Regions from separate parts of the Rattus norvegicus genome. Here all the other regions are linked to region 3. A link is a contact called in public Hi-C data. All regions are on one chromosome and are shown on one strand. The core of a region is the stretch at or near the end of the contact, and the rest is flanking DNA. Distances in the headings are between cores, read along the strand shown. Region 1 has its middle 24 kb from the start of Tprg1. Region 2 overlaps LOC102554451 (a long non-coding RNA gene). Region 3 has its middle 24 kb from the start of Lpp.

Evidence for each region. Hi-C and Micro-C count contacts between places; a contact is called where the count stands out from the background.
Region 1: a contact with region 3 is called in a Hi-C map of the A7r5 cell line, with 4 times the contacts expected there. The contact joins two enhancer-like sites. A contact is called at or near these places in 2 of 12 Hi-C or Micro-C datasets (the A7r5 cell line and the Rat2 cell line).
Region 2: a Hi-C map of the A7r5 cell line shows a contact between it and region 3, with 7 times the contacts expected there. The contact joins two enhancer-like sites. A contact is called at or near these places in 4 of 12 Hi-C or Micro-C datasets (the A7r5 cell line, the Rat2 cell line, liver and 1 more).

The regions. Positions count from the first base shown.
Region 1 is chr11:88,976,729-88,980,206 of GRCr8, reverse strand. No RefSeq gene overlaps it. Among named protein-coding and RNA genes, the nearest start is that of Tprg1, 24 kb to the right of the region's middle. Within about 2 kb of position 1,801, at least 14 of the 93 cell types and tissues checked have an H3K27ac peak or open chromatin away from gene starts, as enhancers often do. A contact at or near this core is called in the A7r5 cell line, where this site is marked.
Region 2 is chr11:89,213,948-89,217,455 of GRCr8, reverse strand. The region is part of intron 1 of LOC102554451 (a long non-coding RNA gene); the gene reads left to right. Among named protein-coding and RNA genes, the nearest start is that of Tprg1, 260 kb to the right of the region's middle. Within about 2 kb of position 2,150, at least 6 of the 93 cell types and tissues checked have an H3K27ac peak or open chromatin away from gene starts, as enhancers often do. A contact at or near this core is called in the A7r5 cell line, where this site is marked.
Region 3 is chr11:89,826,802-89,830,771 of GRCr8, reverse strand. It overlaps a transcript of Lpp not described here. Among named protein-coding and RNA genes, the nearest start is that of Lpp, 24 kb to the right of the region's middle. Within about 2 kb of position 1,996, at least 11 of the 93 cell types and tissues checked have an H3K27ac peak or open chromatin away from gene starts, as enhancers often do. A contact at or near this core is called in the A7r5 cell line, where this site is marked.

The sequences.
Region 1 (3,478 bases), core at 552-3,051, 850 kb after region 3:
ACCACTGAGCCAAATCCCCAGCCCCGAATATTGGTTTTCTTAATAAACACGTGTAGCTCAAATCTGCCATGAGATCCCAGCTGGGGGAGAAGGAGCTGTCAGGCTACCAGAGCTCATGAGGAACACTTGTGGCTGTTTTCCACTTCCCAGCAGGTGAGTATTCTGAGAAGACAGCTCAAGGTTAAAGTATGGTGCCAAGGCTAAAGGTATGAGCCATCATGATGCATTCTCAAAAGACAATGCTACTGGGTGGACTCATTCCCAGGAAGGCCAAGGTTAGTTCGTGACAGCCTTGCAGGGCCCTCTGAGGAACACCAGGGAGTTTCACTCTCTCCTGGTTGACTTCTGAATCTGTGTGCATCAGGCTAGTGCATTCTCCCACGGAATAATAACTATTGTGGGCAGATCTCCATAGCCCAAGAGCTCACTGAGGGCAGAGACGATGCTGTCAATGTTGTATCTTCTTTACCTGGTTTTATCTTGTTACAGCCTAGGAACTGAGTAAGTCTTAGTGAAGAAAGGGCTCTACACGGATCTCCCTGAAAGAATGGGTTCTGGTATGATTTATGGAGAGATTTGGAATCTTTACATTTTTCTGTATCAGCTAAATATAACATCAGGATTTACTTTTCGGGAGCTGTCTCCTCGCTTCTACTTCTGCAGATTCGAATGCTAATGATAACTGCTAACACTTATTCTGTGCATTGCACACTGGTACTCTCAACACTTGCCTGTCTTACAGTCTAAGCTGCTTTTATAGAAAAGGAAGCTTGGATTGGCGGAGGCAATGTAACCCAACCACGAAAAGGGGGTCAGGATGTGACTGGGTCAGAATTTGATTCCTGGTCTATTTGACATAAGCATTATACCCACTCCATGATGCGTGAAACGTTCTTTCACGGAGGGTACTTTTACAGAAACTCAGTTCCAGGGAAGACACCTAGAGTCCCTTAGAACTGAAGGAGGTGTGCTTATTTAAGAGAAGTTAGTCTTTGTGGAATCTTACCGAAATATTAGGCTTCATCCTTGAATATGATGTTTGCTCTAATAGTGGTTTTTTAAAAAGCACATAGTTTTCTTAGTTTGGTTCCTGTTGCTGGGATTTTAAAGACCAACTTGGGGTGCGGGGAGGAAGCTTATTTGCTTTATGTATCCAAGTCACAGTCCATCGAATGGGTGCAAGGTAGGAACTCAACACAGGAAGCTGCAAGCAGGAGCTAAAGCAGAAGCCATGGATAAGGGCTGCTGGCTCACTCAGCCTGATTTCTTGTGCAAGCAGGACCAGCAGCCTAGGGAAAGATTCCCTAGAGGGAGCTGGATCCATCCACATCAGCCATCAATTAAGAAAACCCTTCCCAGGCTTGTCTCCAGATCAGTCTGTTGGAGGCACTTTCTCAACTGGGGTCCCTTCTCAGGTGACTCCATTAATGTCAAGTTGCCAAAAAATAACCAGGACAATAGGATTGGGGCACATCCAGTGGAGCTGGACCGTCAAGAATTATGGCAAGAGTAATAGCCACTTTCTCTTGTTTACCATATTCTGGTTATCATGCCAATAGGCAATAGAGGGTTGAGAAGAGTGCAAGCCAGCAATGACAGAGGAATGAGGAAGGGAAACTCTCATGCCCTTTACTTTAGGGCTGAGAGATCTTGCTGGTTTGGCCATCACTCCAGAGCCCCTTGGCTTCTGGGGCTCTTCAGAGACCAGCATACACAAAGAAGCCAGGGATTCTGGCTCTAGGCTGCCTCTCAGTTGAAGCTTTGGGCCGTCTCACTGATGAGTATTGGGCTCACCAAGGAAGCCGGCAAATCCCCAGGGAAGACACTGGCTTCACAGTATTACACATGCACAGGGAATTGCTGGTGCTTTCCATGAAAGCCTTGGATTGTTATCAATGGCAGGGCCCATCAATGAATCATTTATGGTGAAAGTGTATCTATACACAGAAGAATATTATTTGGCTATTATAATTTGTTGACTTCTTAACTTTGCAATATTGTGATTGAGTCTGGAGGGCATAGCTAAGGGAAACAAGACAGGCCCAGAAAGAAAAATACCACAAGGATGACCTCACCCATTTGAGAAATCAAAACAAGCTGATGTCATAGGTGCAGACTGGGAAAGTGGTAATCAGACAGTGCGGGGAGGAGAGGGGGCGAAGGAGGGGAGAGCCCGGCCCATGCCTAACTAGGTAAAAGGAAGATCGTTTGGCCCTCTAAAGCACAACTGTATGACTATAGCAAATATTGCTGTACGGATATACAAATACCGATCAGAAAAAGAAAAATCAGAATGCTGCTCTCACATTAAAGAAATTATCCCGGCTGAGGTAATTAGATATGCTAAAATTCCACACTGATTATTACACAAAGTATTCTTATATCTAACCCATACAGCCCCTAAAAAATGTACACCAATAATACATGTCAAGTAAAACTATAACGTTTAGAAGAAAAGTAAGCAACGGATACTCGGCTGACTTTTGTCTACTGCTTGTCCTCCGGCAGATGGGTGTGGGCAGGAAGCTCTGGGACTTCAACAGATGCTGACCATCAGTGGGTGTTGGTGACCATTCCTTCTAGTCACTGAGAATATGGTCACCTTGTCCTTGTGAAGATCAAACTGAAAAATCTAAGTTCCTGCCTCATGGACTACGTTTGCGTCTAAGGAGCAGAGCCGACAGAAAACAGAGACTAAAATGGCCACCTGTTATTCGGGGTGTGTGTGAATGTGACTAGCCAGTCAAAGGTTTCTTTCTGTCTTCAGCAATGTGTTTGTCTGTCTGCAAGGTCAGAGATGAAAGGCAATTTGTTACAAACCCTTCTTCTTCATGATGGGTCAGAGACAAAATGTCCACCTACTGCCATCTGGTGGTCATCATTTGTCACTGCAGTTTAAATTAGCCTCTTCACTTAGAGAAGGATCAGTTATGAAGGAGACAATGAAAAAAACATGGTTCCTGTCCTTGAGGGACTCACGGTCCAATGGAATTAATTGTCATGCTAGCATTTTAAGTAGAATATGCAAGGTTTTATGTAGAAGCAGCATGGCAAAGAACACCTTTGAGTTGAGTCTTGCAGTATCCCTTGTAGGTACCACTGTGACAAAAAGGAGACTTGTTCTAAATAGGGAGAGCGTCCCCTTGTTTGGCTAGCACCTGACTTGTTGGTAAGGAGTATGGGAAAGAGAGGACAAGAAAGAGCTGAGGTAAAGACAATAGCAGACCCCAGGAGCCTTGAAATGCCTAACCAAGGAGGCAGGTCGACTCCAGTTCATTAAGTCAGGAAATAATGGGGTCAGATTTTGCTGATAAAAGGCAGAACTCCAGTGCCTACACACCAGCTTTCCAAATCTTCATCAGTGGCAGCCATTATTTGAAGCAGACAGAAACATTGTGGTTATGATTGAAGACAGAGTTTTTAGGTCAAAAGTCATCCCAACACCGTGTCCCACATGAGTGGTACATACCAATACTCA
Region 2 (3,508 bases), core at 901-3,400, 610 kb after region 3:
TGGAACCCAGAGTTTACAAGTGGCCTTTCAAAGGCCCAGCAGTCCAGCAGGGCCAAGTCTGTGAAGATGTTACCCGCCGTCCTTCCCTACCGCACAGCCTTAGACCCATTTTATCCCCTGGGTTGCAAGGAAATAATAAGGGACGGGTAAGGTTGGAGGTGGGGCGAAAAAGAAAGTTCTAGTTTAGTCCTTGGGCACTCTTCTGCTCCTCCCCTTTCTGCCTGCTACTCCTCCTTCTTCTACCCTTCCCCTCCTTCCAGAGAGCAGGCTGGAAGGCTTGTTGTGCTCCACATAGAGCCTGGCTGAAGGGAGCTCCTCTCAGCCGCCAATCCTTTCTCTGTTCTGAACTGTGCACCCTTCCCAAACTACCTCACCAGTAGGTCTAAAGGACCAAAGGAGAATGTCCTTCTTTGATTCTGTGACCTTCAGGCCTCTGCAAGCCCCAAAGTCCAAAGGAACTCTGGACTTATGTACAAGTCCTGGAAAGCAAGCAGAGAAAGCGTCTCACAAAGGCGAAGGATCAAAATGGGAGACCCACTAAACACCACCTTCAGTGTTCTGGCCAGATTGGACTGCCAAAATGGTGCTCCCTGTGAATGTCCAAACCCCTTTCTCAGGTGGCTAGAGTGAGAGAGTGCTTGGTAGTGAAACTGGAAGTGGTGTCTTCCTCAAGTCCTTGAGTGACAGAGAAGACTACTTACCTGTCAGAGACTAACCGTGGCTGGTCACAAAGCAAACCCAGGGGAGATTTGACTTGGTGAACCATACTTACAAACAGAAGTCAGCTTGTCTACTGCAGTGTTTGGTCCAACCATGCTCAGGGCACCCTTGTTATTCTTGCCTCAGTCTACGGCAGCCCTATGGGATTGACTGCCTTTCCCTGAGCATCCCACAGAGGCTAATTTTGGGCTTGATGACCTCTGCCTCACTTCCTACTGCTATGCATTCAACTCCTCTGTGGCCATGAAATCTCAGCTTGGGTGCCCACACCTCTCTCATGCTGCTGCCTTCTTTCAGTTTTTCAGAGAGACTCATAACATCTCCAGATAGCCAGCCCCTTTGCGCCTGTGCTAACTCTCTTACATGGGAGTTGCTGCTCCATGGGTAGAGATCATTCCTTGTCAATATCAACACCAATGGCAAAAGCCATCCAGCACCTGTCCTTCCTGATTTACCTTCTTTGTTTAGGCCTTTTATAAACACACACACACAGACACACAGACACACAGACACACAGACACAGACACACACACACACACACACACACACACACACACACACGGTTTCTCTGTGTAGTCTTGGTTGCTCTGGAACTTGCTCTGTAGACCAGGCTGGCTTCTGACTCAGGGATCTGCCTGCTTCTGCCACCTGAGTGATGGTTTAAAAGGTGTGTGGCACCACAGCCTGGAATCACGAAAAGCTTCCTCTGTCACCCTAAAATGTCTGACTTGGGTCGCATATTATGTAGTCTCCTTACTGAGGGCCTTTATGTGAGTGTCTGGCTTGGAAAAGTGGTAGTTGCCTTGAGGGATGTCCTGGGGCTGGCCAACCTTACTGGTCTCACAAGTCTTCTGGGGGTGGGGGTGGGGCTTCCTTTATCCTCCTCTTCCTCCCTCCCTCGGGGCAGCCTGCAGGAAGAGCCTCAATCACTTTCCTTTTGGCAAGTTTTCCCAGGATTTCTTCACAGTCCAACTCCACAAAAGTAGTTCACCACAGCCCTTCTTACACTTCTCAGACCTACACAGGAAAACTGTCACTAGGTGTTAAAAAATATGTCTTAGACACCAGAGAAGAGCACCACCTGTTTAGGGACAAGTCCCCCCTTCCAACTTCAGCTGGACTTTGGCAAATATTGGCCTTGCCCAATATTTTTCAGAATTCTCATTACAGGATGCCCAAGAACCTCCCATTTTGGGGAGCTCAGAGCTCCTAGTAAAATATGTGAACATTTCAGGTTCTTTTCAGAATTTAGAAAAGACCACATCCCTTGCTGTTTGCATCACAATAAACAACTTAATCAGAATCGAACTGGTGCAAGAAGCACGAAGCTGCAGAAGATATTAAAAGGTTGGAAAGAACAGTAGGCCCGGCCTTGCTAATGCCAACCCCCGTCCGGTGTTAGGGTGCCTGGGCCATCTCAACTGACTCACTGCTTGCTGGAGATGAATCATACTCCCTTTCTGTGTGTAAGGTCTCACTTCCTTCACCCCCTCTCCAATAAAACGGGCATGTTTATTATTCCTACCACGCGGGAGGGATGGGGAGTTTTAAGAGTCCTTAATAATTACACAAAAATATTATTAAAGTAAAAATTAGCTGCAAATATGTTTTTTACTTTCTGGTGAGGCACAGAGATGGGGGAGGTGTGGGTGGTTCCCTTAGGATGTTTCCATGGCTTCTGGATGCCTGGTTCACTGACAACAGCACCCTAGGAACTGGAAATGGGTATGGGCGTCAGCCTTCTTGAAGTGTTGGGAGTGTATGTCTGCTTGAGTCAGGGCAAGGATCTGAGGAGATAAGAAGCCCGAATTCAAGAAGACAGTGGTCAGAGTGTAGAGGACTTCAGTGCTAGGTCGGGCCAGGAAGCTATTTCTGAGGGCTATGAGATGTCAACACTTGCATTGAACTGGGCTGTGGCAGTTCAGTGAGCTCTTGGCTGTTGGGTGGAGGGCAGCAATCGACTGCAGCAACTTTGATCCAACAGAGCTTCGCTTTCCCTCTCTTTGAATATGAGGGATAGTTCCCTGGCAGATCTACCATGCTATAATTATGCAGTGGAGACCAGAGGGAAACAACGTATGTGTGCACTCCCACATGCGCGCGCGTGTGTGTGTGTGTGTGTGTGTGTGTGTGTGTGGTGTTCATGAGTGTTTGGACAGAGAGGTGGGAAGGAGGTAACTGACTTGTTAGGCACAAAACCAACTCCAGAACCTTGTTCTCTGGGAAGGAAGCCTCACCCAGCTCAACATCTTAGCCAGGTCTAGTTGAAAAAACAGTCCCTGGGTATCTGGAGCACAAAGATCTTTATCTAATTCACAGAGTAGTACATCTGCACCCCAGGGCCGGGTCATTGACCTCTGTCTAGACTTGTCTGCCATCGACTTCCTACTCCATCTGAGACACTTGCATTTGACAAGACAGCCATGCCTCCTTTCTAACCAGTCCTTCCCTAGCTTCATATCCTGCATTGAAGTCCTAGGAAGCCTTAGAGTTGTGTGTGGCTTGGAACTTAGAACTGAGCCTTGGAAGTCCAGTTTGGTATACGTTAAGGTTTGCTGTCAAGTCCGATGTAGGAAGTTATTGTAATGGTGTTATCAAAGTTACCTAAGGACCTTTAGGTAAAGATTTGTGTCCTGGAAATGTTCTCTTTGCCCTTGGGTTTGAGGACGTATACGTGTATACCTGCTTGATAGTTGGCATCAAAACGCTCTCGCTTTCGATACTGTTGTTTCAAGAAGGCTTACATACACACAAGCAAATGAGTGAGTAGAGGTTAGCTGGTGCAACA
Region 3 (3,970 bases), core at 747-3,246:
ATTGCTAATCATCCACCCTGTTGAATTGTGTCCTAGTGGGCATGGTATTTCTACTTCTAAAACCTGTTTTCTTTCTTTTTTTTCATTAGAATAATTATTCTTCCTGCTCAAACCATTCTAAGTTTTATATGATTTTTGGTATGTTGAGATACCTAAAATACTGTTTTAAATGGAGTAAAAATTTCAGGGATATTTCAAATAATCTTTTTTTTGCTTCTGAAGTGCAGTTTCCAAAACTTGAAAGCTGATATTACTTGAAGAAGTACCTGTGCCGTGCAGGAAGGCGAGTGTTCAACACAGGCTCTGATTCTCTACCCAGTCCCTTTCTTTGGGATGAACTTTCCTCCCTAGCATTTACGTTTCCAACAACCCTCATTTGTAAACGCAGACGCATGACTGACTGTGCCCGTGCACACACACCCATAGACAGATGCATACAGCTGTGAAGGTTCTGTCACTAGTTAGCAGCCTGAACCTGGGAGAGTGGGACCTAAAAATGGAGCCGACTAAAGTCTTCTGCCATAGCCAACTTTATTTAGAGCACCTGACGATTTTTATATGCAGAGGGTTAAGTGGAATCACTTGAATTAAATATGCAATAAAAAGGAAACATTTTCCCATAGAGGTGCAGAAATTAACAACAGCTGAGGTAAACTCCCTCCTATCCCCTTACCCCAGGAAGAACACAGAAACACAATCTGTATTTTGAAGAAACCGAGTTCACAAGACTTTTGTCTTGTTTTCTTGGAGTTTTCTCACAAAGCCTCAGGAATCTAGCCTCACACATTCGTGGCCTGTTTCCACAGTGAACAGAAGCCTCTGACATTTTCTAACCTCCCCACCTTTCCCTTCAAATCTGCTTCTCATCCCTTTAGGAGAGCATAAGAAAACAAATAAAAAAAAAAAACATTGATTATTTCCTTTCTAAGTTTAGGGTGTGAATCACTTTTCCCTGCCCTCTGTATTTCTGTGAATGTTTCCTAGATGTACTCAGTGGGCTCCCAGTAAAGACAAACAGCCCAGAAAGCAGATTGCATTCATACGCACAGCCTGAGTTCTGTGACCCAGACATTGGAACTCAGTGCCTAATATGGTAATAAGAGGAGCAGGAGAGGGAGCTGAGGAGGATGCCAGACATGTGGCACATTGCTAAGAAATGTACGTGCACCACGGAAGACACAGGGCCCTCCTTGATTTCCACGTTGTGTAGAACATGAACTGTGAAGTCCTGAGAAAGAAGCCAGTGTCCCAGGCATCTGCCACAGGGAACAGTTTATTTTCCCTTTGCTCTTCAGACATGAGTTGGTTTAATTCAGTTAGCGTTCACGTCAGTGCTAGCATGGGATGAGAACTAAGAAATCATTCTTACAGCCAGCAGACATAGGTTTTCTGCCCAGTTCGACTGCCGTTCAACCGTGAAGTACACTTTCTTACTGGCATGCCTCTTTCAGTGGTAAAGTGGCAAGGCTGGATGCAGTGATCTCCAAGACATCGACTGTATCTGTTGGCATTCGTTCTAATTTTGCCCCAGATAATTTCATTTCCTGTGGAATTCCCCAAACAAAGCATTTTCTAATTCTTCCAGATACTTTCTGTGACTTGAACTAAAAAGAAAAAAATAAATAACTGGTCTTGCATTTTGCATTGTGATTTCCTTAATTATGTTTGGGCACACTGTTACCTTTGCTTAGCAGGTCTTTTCTTGATCCTGGGCACATTATGTCCTTCTTGCACCTTCTTCTAACTCCTCCCCCCATTCTTTTATTGCTGGACAAGCAATGAGTGTAGGGAGGCATTTAGTAGATGTCCTAGGTTTACACTAATTAAATGCAGCCTTTCCATGGTCTTGTCCAGTCTCGGCAGCTATTAGACATTCAGCCTGCTTTTTGGGAGAAGTGGGGACAGCAGAAGGCCGGTCCCACTGCTTCCCTACACTCTACGGGATGGAACTGGGCATGAGATTGTTTCCCAGACAGGAACTGGATGAGTCACTGGGCTGTCAGAGATGTTAGAGAAGATCGAAATGAATGGACTTGTGAACCCTGGCCCTCTAGTTGTCTGTGGTCATCTGCTTGTGGGACAGCGAAAGGCTTTGAATACTTCTTGTCTTTATGGGTTCTTCAATCTGTTGTCCCCAAGTGCTGTAGTCGTTACAAGCATCTGTGACTTACTCTTTTGGTAGAAGGCCTTGCGCTTCCTAGGTAAGCGCTCTACCACTGAGCTAAATCCCCAGCCCCGACTTACTCTTTTGGTAGAAGGCTGTAGTCGTAGTTGACCTCTCCCCATTCCCAAGCTCCCAGGAGATAAGTGATGAAGAACAGACACAGATGAAGGAAGGTCTTGACAGATTTCCAGCCTGTGGTTTATTCTGTATCAATGGCAGCATGCAGTTTGTCTATCCTGAATAACTGTGGAAAGTTACTGCTCTGAGAAAGCCACAGGGGCTTAGGAGTCCCCTTTTCCTTGCTGAGGACCCTGCAGGAATTACATTTCCCTGTCACAGTCTAGGCTGGGCTATAGAGCAGCCACCTGGGCCCAGGAGGAAGGGGAGGACAGAGATGAGGCTGTAAAAGCAAGGGGATTGCTCTGGAGAGATTGGGAGACACGAGGTCGGTATTCTGGGGAAGCCGTGTCAGCGCTCACTCTGAGTCACGCTTCATTCTTTAGGATGCTCGTTTCTCTGTCTGGCTAGTAGAAATGTGATCAGCCCCTGAAAGTCTCTTCTAGCCCCAGAGCGTACAGATCAGTTTCTTTGTGTTTCATGTTGTCCCCTCGTGCTCAGCAAATACCAAGTGGGTCGATTGGCACCAAGTTGCCATTATGCTCGATAACACTAAACAGAGCCTGAACAGAGCCATGCCTTTGTGTTGTGTGCTATCTGTAATATCAAGATCACATTCTTCAGCCCAGCATCTGACCCCCCTTCTTCATGTAGTTCCAGCTGATGGTGTTAGTGGAGGGCAACCGTTTGCTTGCCTGGGTGGCACCGTCTTTAGGTTGACCTGAGCGTGAGCACTCTGTGCTGTAGAATGTGAAAGAAGGAGGAAACTGGACACTGTGCATGGTTGCTTCTGGTCAGGGCCAGAACCGAAGGGTAAAGAGCAAGCACGATTTCTGGGATTCTCTAGCAGGCTCTACAAATAGCTCAGAGGGAGACGTAGGGACACCGAGACCAGCGCATCTTCTGCTTCAGCAAAAGCATAAATTTTAATGGTTACAAATGCTTGGTGCTATTATGAGGAAACCACAGGAAAGACCAGTCATATAAACAGTAATAATTTATTGACCATGACTAATCCTTTGGGGAGTATGATATATGACGTAGGCTTATAAGTGCTTTACAGCGGACAGTCCACATTCAGTAATTCACCAGACCTCCATACCATCTCCATAGGATGGCTGGCTTAGGAGTGCCTCCTTCATTTTACTAATGACCACAGTGAGGCTCAAAGAGGGCGGTTGGGTATCATGTGGTGAGAAGGTGGCAGGACACAGAGTATTTGTGTTTTGAGGCTGGTACCTTTACTTGTATTTAAGGCTTAGCTTTCCTTACAAAGCAGGGTGAGGACATACTCTGCTGTGCCTGTACACTGCTGTGTACAGACCAGAGGGCGGTAGGGATGCTATTTAATTGGTCTTGAATCCTGTGATGTTTGGTGACTAGTTCTGTGATTAGCAGTGTCAGTCAGTTTCCATTCTCAGCTGAACTATACCAGGCCCCCTGATGGACAGCAGCACTAAGGAGTCCTGCCTGCCTACACTTATTTGGGGCAGCGACGAACTAATCATTCTCCAACTTTTATTTTGTGCCAGGCTTTGGGCTCCTTGCTGATATTCCGAAGTGAACCACAAACCAAGGCCTGGAAAGGACCTGATAATTTATGTGATGTAAACCTGTGGCTCTGGCTGGCCTTGAATTTGCAGAATCTCTAGCCCCTGGCTCCAGAAAACATTGATTTCTCCCGTCTCA